2 separate regions of the Xenopus tropicalis genome follow, and region 2 is linked to region 1. Evidence: chromatin contacts called from public Hi-C data. All regions are on one chromosome and are shown on one strand. Each heading gives the region's core, a stretch centred on a gene start, on an enhancer-like site or on the middle of the called end of the contact. The rest is flanking DNA. Distances are from core to core; before and after follow the strand shown.

The links. Hi-C and Micro-C count contacts between places; a contact is called where the count stands out from the background.
Region 2: a contact with region 1 is called in a Hi-C map of liver, with 5 times the contacts expected there. The contact joins two enhancer-like sites. A contact is called at or near these places in 3 of 5 Hi-C or Micro-C datasets (brain, gastrula embryo and liver).

What each region holds. Positions count from the first base shown.
Region 1 is chr3:36,295,157-36,299,032 of UCB_Xtro_10.0, reverse strand. All of the region lies in intron 1 of LOC116409712 (a long non-coding RNA gene), which reads left to right. Among named protein-coding and RNA genes, the nearest start is that of irf1, 77 kb to the right of the region's middle. Within about 2 kb of position 1,417, at least 3 of the 11 cell types and tissues checked have an H3K27ac peak or open chromatin away from gene starts, as enhancers often do. A contact at or near this core is called in liver, where this site is marked.
Region 2 is chr3:36,342,180-36,346,051 of UCB_Xtro_10.0, reverse strand. No RefSeq gene overlaps it. Among named protein-coding and RNA genes, the nearest start is that of slc22a4, 39 kb to the left of the region's middle. Within about 2 kb of position 2,336, at least 1 of the 11 cell types and tissues checked has an H3K27ac peak or open chromatin away from gene starts, as enhancers often do. A contact at or near this core is called in liver, where this site is marked.

The DNA.
Region 1 (3,876 bases), core at 168-2,667:
AACCATCTGCTGTTCTGTGGCCTAGAGACAGGAGCTGGACTGTATAAGGCACAGCAGGGCCTCAATGTACATTCCAGCGGCCTCAAATGTTTAGAAATTCCCATTTGCTGCATTCTGGGATTTACCAGCTGTACCAAAAAAACAAATCAGAATGGAGCCCTGACTTTCTCATTTTCTTTTCATTACTTCTGTTTTCTCTTTTTTTCCTTTCATGTAATCATATCTGTCTCTAAATCCTATCTGGCCCATGCTGCTTATTAATTATTTATAAATTAATAATTGATATTATTTGCAAAGGACACGGAAGGAAGCACACAGTACAGTACATTGATTTACTGGTTCTTTTCTTAAAATCAGGTGCAAGCACAGCATTTTCACAGGTGAAATTCTATTGTTACACTGGGGCATCTTAACGGCAGTGCAATGACTGAGGCTTAGATGCCAGTGATGGTTACACAAATACTTAGCCCTGACCCCCCCCCCCCCCGGACCTTTAACTCATTAGCTGCTCTGCAACAGCAATTATTACTGAGGTGCCCCTATTGATTTCCATCAGAATATGTCAGTATCACTTCATCCCTTTCTGTTGTCCAACATTGTTGTATCAGACATTCTGATATAGTTTTAGGGGTATCCTGGCCAGAGCATAAGCACCCTGAACTACCTACAAGATCCTCTGCTTGGGCATTACTAGTAGGAGAAATCCCCCAGTCTGATAATGGTAGCTATAGTGTAATAATTCCACCCTACCCTTACACACATACCTCACTTATCCCCTCATTAAATGGATTTATCTCCCCTCTCAGTAATTAGGTATCCAGTTATTTTCCATTAATGCTTTATAATACAAAAACATTAAAAATAATAAAACATAGAATATGTTTTGGTTTTTTTTAATTAGGAATACTAATACAGGTATAGAACACCTTATCCGGAAACCCATTATCCAGAAAGTTGGATAGGGGTTGTGTAGGGTGAATTGTTTATCCCCTGTTATTTTGCAGAAGGCAAGGAAGGGGTTAATCTTATATATATGTAAAGGTAACTCAGTAAAGTTCAGAGCCCATCAGGCTGCAGCTATGAAGAGCACTTTGTTCTTGTGGTTGTGAAAGTTCCGTTGCAGACACTGACACTTGTGCGGTTGCACAGACTCTAAACTCTCTCATACATCCCTACCCCAGAGCCAGCAAGCTAACGTCTCACACTGTATGCACTAAACATACAGATTACTTACAAAAATACAGCAAGAGCTCAGTTTCATCCACGCCGGTGGAAAAGCATTTTGGAGAGATTAGTCGCCCGTGGCAGCAGAGATCTTTCTCGGGTAACTAAATCCTTCCATGGGACATTAGCCTAAGGGCACAATTAGTAAACTAATCGGTATACTGCAACTGGTCACACAATTGGTTGCAGTGACCATTATATAACCTATGGGAGCTAAATTGCTGCAATTAGTCGCCACAAAGTTGTGGTGACAGTGAGCTAATTAGTAGGTTTGGCGACCCTGCCATAGACAATACTGAGAGTTGCCTCTGCTAAAACACACATAGAGACAATTATCAGCATTGTCTATTTTTGTAGCCGTGACAATTAGCTGTGTGTGTCTTCACCCTTAATGTGTAAGCACGCCTTCTCTATAGAAAGCAATGTTACGCATGTGGGAGAAAAAACAGCTGGCACTTAGAGTAACTGGCAACTGACTATGCTATATTCTAGACACATTAGTTGATGCAAAGGCTACAATATAGTAGATAAGCTGAAGTTATTGCTTGGTACTTTGACCCTGCTGTAATTTAGCAGGATAGCAATGATGTATGTGTTCCAGGAAAAACCCCAAGAGGAATCTCTTTTTACCTATGGAGCTCTGTCGCTGGATAAGACATTTGTAACACAAAATACATTATGTAATCTCAGAATTCATTTTTTGCCGACAAAAATTGTGAGGCAAAATTTGCTTATGTGGAATTAGTTTTTGTAATTATTATGTAAAAAATGTAGATTTGCCTGTACAAAATTGAGGGAAAAGAAGGCAATTTGTGAAAAAAGAGCAGATTTATCATGGACGAGTAATCTCCACATGTCATGCTTAATTGTGGGAAAATGCAAGGGAGGCAACTTCCTATGATAATGCTGGATCGCCTGGGTTTTACTAGTGGCAATTTTAATGTTATACTCTGTATGGCCAGTTATTTACAGGAAATTTGTCACCCATATTAGCACAGATTTAACCACGAGTGACAAATCTTACCATGTGCCATCACCCTAACCCTATCTTGGTTGGGATCAGCTTACAGGAGGCTTTATTTGGTAGTAAATCTTGTTTTTATTCAACCAAAACTTGCCATCAAGTCTGGAATTCAAAAATAATTCCCTGGTTTGGGGGCACTGAGAGCAACATCCAAGGGGTTGGTGAGCAACGTGTTGCCCCCAAGGCACTGGTTGGGGATCACTACCCTAACCATTCCCCACTAGCCATTCCCCACTAGCCATTCCCCACTAGCCATTCCCCACTAGCCATTCCCCACTAGCCATTCCCCACTAACCATTTCCCCACTAACCATTTCCCCACTAACCATTTCCCCACTAACCATTTCCCCACTAACCATTTCCCCATTAACCATTTCCCCATTAACCATTTCCCCATTAACCATTCCCCACTAGCCATTCCCCACTAGCCATTTCCCCATTTACCATTTCCCACTAGCCATTCCCCATTAACCATTTCCCCATTAACCATTCCCCACTAGCCATTCCCCACTAACTATTTCCCCACTAGCCATTCCCCACTAGCCATTCCCCACTAGCCATTCCCCACTAGCCATTCCCCACTAGCCATTCCCCACTAGCCATTCCCCACTAGCCATTCCCCACTAGCCATTCCCCACTAGCCATTCCCCACTAACCATTTCCCCACTAACCATTTCCCCACTAACCATTTCCCCACTAACCATTTCCCCACTAACCATTTCCCCACTAACCATTTCCCCATTAACCATTTCCCCATTAACCATTCCCCACTAGCCATTCCCCACTAGCCATTTCCCCATTTACCATTTCCCCATTAACCATTCCCCACTAGCCATTCCCCATTAACCATTTCCCCATTAACCATTCCCCACTAACTATTTCCCCATTAACCATTCCCCACTAGCCATTCCCCACTAGCCATTCCCCACTAGCCATTCCCCACTAGCCATTCCCCACTAGCCATTCCCCACTAGCCATTCCCCACTAGCCATTCCCCACTAGCCATTCCCCACTAGCCATTTCCCCACTAGCCATTTCCCCACTAACCATTTCCCCACTAACCATTTCCCCATTAACCATTTCCCCATTAGCCATTCCCCACTAGCCATTTCCCCATTTACCATTTCCCCATTAACCATTCCCCACTAGCCATTCCCCATTAACCATTTCCCCATTAACCATTCCCCACTAGCCATTCCCCACTAACTATTTCCCCATTAACCATTCCCCACTAGCCATTCCCCACTAGCCATTCCCCACTAGCCATTCCCCACTAGCCATTCCCCACTAGCCATTCCCCACTAGCCATTCCCCACTAGCCATTTCCCCACTAACCATTTCCCCACTAACCATTTCCCCACTAACCATTTCCCCATTAGCCATTCCCCACTAGCCATTCCCCACTAGCCATTCCCCACTAGCCATTCCCCACTAGCCATTCCCCACTAGCCATTCCCCACTAGCCATTCCCCACTAGCCATTCCCCACTAGCCATTCCCCACTAGCCATTCCCCACTAGCCATTCCCCACTAGCCATTCCCCACTAGCCATTCCCCACTAGCCATTCCCCACTAGCCATTCCCCACTAGCCATTTCCCCATTAACCATTCCCCACTAGCCATTCCCCAC
Region 2 (3,872 bases), core at 1,087-3,586, 46 kb before region 1:
TATGCAAAGCCAGCTTGTAGTCATATGAAGTTGTTCTGCATTAACAGAGTAGTTAGGGGCAATACACCTACTAAATATCAACTTTACAAACTGAAGAGCTGGCATGCTTAACTTTTTCCGGATGAGTAATGAATGCCTTGTACAAACGTGTGTACAGACATTATGCTGCTTTGCATAGTCATTTAGCTAGTGGAAGCCAGGTGTTTATTCCATGGAATTTTATTTCATGTTAAAGTTTTATTTCAAAGCAAAAACCTTTTCAGCGGGGCCCGGCCGCAGTAATTCCTGCTTAGGAATCCCCACCAAGTTCCCCCACACACCTGCTCTCCAGCCCCAGGTAGGAGACAAGTTGGGGAGAAGGGATTTTTATCGTCTTACACAGCTATAGAGGTCACAGGCCCTGTGGTCCAGTTTTCCTAGTCCCCAGGCCCCTCAAGACAGTGAGATCTGCTATACTAAAGAAAACAAGCAACTTATTGGCTTTATTACAGTATTTAAATATATTGGTTTTATAGCATTTTAATTTGTATACAAATAAAATAGCAGTGCCCAATGCTGCTGGTATATACAGATTATCTCTCCCATTTATTTTTTTCCTCTTCTGCCATTTTACTTTTCTACTTTTCCTTCTGGCCACTTATATTTACACTTTGCATTCCCAACACTGGGCAATGAGAAGATCACAGTACCAAGCAGCTACCAAGTGGCTGCAGCTCAAAGGTTTATGTTATATGTTTATCAAATTACTTATTTTATTGTTTCCACTTGGGTCCCCCAAGTGCAATATCCCCTGTATTCCCCTGATTGTGGCCCTGTCTACACATACTATCATGCATTTACATACTCCTGGGAGGAAACTAAAGGGTATCAACAAAATTCATGAGGAGGGATTCAGGAATGGCAAGAAAAGGGAAATAAAGGTCCCCATACACTATAAGACATCGCCAAGCGAGCGGATCTTTACCCGATATCCCCACCTACGGGTGGGCGATATCGGGTAGGAAGTTGCTTTAAAAAAAAATAATCCGATTGTTTGGCCCTGAGACCAAACGATCGGATTACATTTTGCGGCCATGGGCAGTCGGTTCGGGGACCGCATCAACGAGCCGATGCAGTCCCCGATCAGACCAGATTTTCTAACCTGGCCGATCGATATCTGGCCAATTTCAGGCCAGATATCGGTCGGCCAGGCCGCTCGTTTCTGCCCATATACGGGCCGATTAGCTGCCGAATCGGTCCAAGGGACCGATATCGGCAGCTTCTATCGGCCCGTGTATGGGGGCCTTAAGACAGAGAGATGGAGAAGGGGAGTAAGGAGAAACAAGGAAGAAGATCTGTCAGAGAGCTGAGAGCAGGTCTGACAGAGAGATGAGGGAACAGGATGGGGACTGGGCAGTGAATTTATGGGGAGGAGGGTAGGTGGATAAGGCTAGTCAACTGGGACGTGGTACCATCTCAGCACCTGATGAGACAAGGCCGCTTTGATTCCACCCGTGCTGTATGTGGGAAGGGGCTGGACTGTACAGTAAGCTAAGGGACCCAAAGAACTACATGTATGTGTATATTTAGCAAAAATAATACCTAAAGCAGAATTCATATTTATTTGTAACAATGATGCTTTAACTCCAATCGCTAACACAAACATTTAGATGTGTATTTTCTTATTCCTTTGTTACAGTTACATTTGAATTATTCATCATTAGGGGAATAAATGACCACTACTAATTACTAATTTTTTATTTTTAAATAAACATGTGCATTTCTCAAGGGATTTAAGTTATAAAAGAGAGACAGCTTAAATGATAGGCTTGAATGTGTGTCCTACATCAAATTTAGTAGATATAATGCGTCATACATTTTGTATATCGTTTCCAAATATAAAGAAAAAAACACACACACAGCTTTAACAAAAAAAATAGTATTGAATTTCAATTGGATTTACACCTTTTTTTCTCTATATGGCATCACAATCTTCCCTGTCTGCCCCTTTGTGCCCCAGGCAAGGAAATGTACGCAAGTTTACCTTATGAAACTGTATCTGTAAAGCATGTAGCACAGGTCCCATATCTAAATTCTGTTTAAACTAGTGATATAACAGGGATGACTTTCAAAAGGTCCACAGTGTTTTTTCTTTTTACTATGTGCTGCCAAGTTTTCCTGCCAGCTAGGAAGCTGAATGGCAGCAGTAGTCATAGTGAAGCAAACCACTTTTGCATATAATCATAAAAACATTTTACCCTTATGTTGTTGGTTGAAACGACCCTAAGAGGGAGACAAAGTACATACATAAAAAGCGAGTTACAAATACAGGAAACACCTGGCATTAGCCCAGATGAACCCTAGGAGCTGTGGTAATTAATATGGGTTCATGCAATTCAAGTTCCTCCTTTACTTTGCTAAATACTTCCCCCAATTCAGTAACAGTAGGGCCTCTGTCTTCACTTAGGCTTAGAGACAACATCTGCTTTCAGCACTGTCAGCACTCTGACATATCAGTGGGCATCATTGGATCTAGTCCCCCTGTGCATATCCTTTCTAGTAATAACACTTGTGAGATATAATATCCAATAATTTGGGGCGTGTGTTGGACATAATCATATGAAGGGCCAGCACATTATGCATAATACAGGCTAGTTTAGATATTCATTCCGCCCATTACACTGTACAATTGTCACTGCATTAATAAGGTGCCTATCTGTAAGATAAGAAGTGTGCATGTAACTATGAGTAGACAATACTGTGCAACAATAAGCTGTGTGTGTGTTTGCTGCAAGTCCCAGGCAGAATGTCCTTTATCAGTCCATGCACACCTGTTAAGTGTATAGGTTTTTTTCTCACAAACATGGAAATAAGCTTTTGCCTTTTATGACTTGCATAAAATACAACAGCGATTCCCAACCAGTAGCTCACCAATCCATTGGATGTTGCTCCCAGTGGCCTCAAAGCAGGTGCTAATTTTTGAATTTTTGGTTAGGAGGCAAGTTTAGATTGCATAAAAACCCAATGTAATTGCCAAACAGAGGCTTCTGTTGGCTTCCAGTCAACATAGGGGCTAGCAAATAGCAAATCACAGCCTTTATTTGGCACCATCATTTACATTTTTCATGCTTGTTTTGCTCCCCAACTCTTTTTTCATTTGAGTGTGGCTCACAGGTTGGGAATCCCTGAAATACAAAAATGAGGCAAAGTCCACAGAGGGGCAAAAGCGGCCTTGTAGTTTGTGTTATATTACACTGATCAAATGGAAGCAAGTAAGTGATGTGGCTCCCAAGGCCCATGGGGGGGACTTGCCATACACTTGTCTATACTGGTACACCCCGACCAAGTTGGCGTCATTCAAAGCAGACAGGTGGGAGACAACATCAGAAAAGCCATAAATCAAGTTTCACTTGTGTGCCACTGCCCATGGCAACCATACTACTCAGATACCCAAAAGTAATTTGCTAGGCTTAATTGGAAGTTCATGATGGCAATACTTAAAGCTTTAAACTTCCCTCTCCCCTTCAGACAAGGGGTATAGCAGCTATATAGCTCCCCATCAGCTAAGGTAACCACGATAGGAATACTCTCTGCAGACATAATCAGAGGTGGAGTGAGACAAGACTGCCCTCTCACCCCTCTGGTTCTCTCTTTCTTTAGCAAACGCAGTGTGTCTTGACCCACACATAAAGGACAAAATTGGACTATCCACAGATGACATTCTCCCTACTCTAAGCTCACCCCAGACATCATTGCCACACCTCAGCCACACAATTCAGTCCCGTTGGGATATAAAATAAACAGCTCTAAATCCCAGACCCTGCCTATCAAAATGCACCCAGAGGAACAGAAACTGCTGCTGTTGACCTAACTTTGACAAGACAAGACATGCA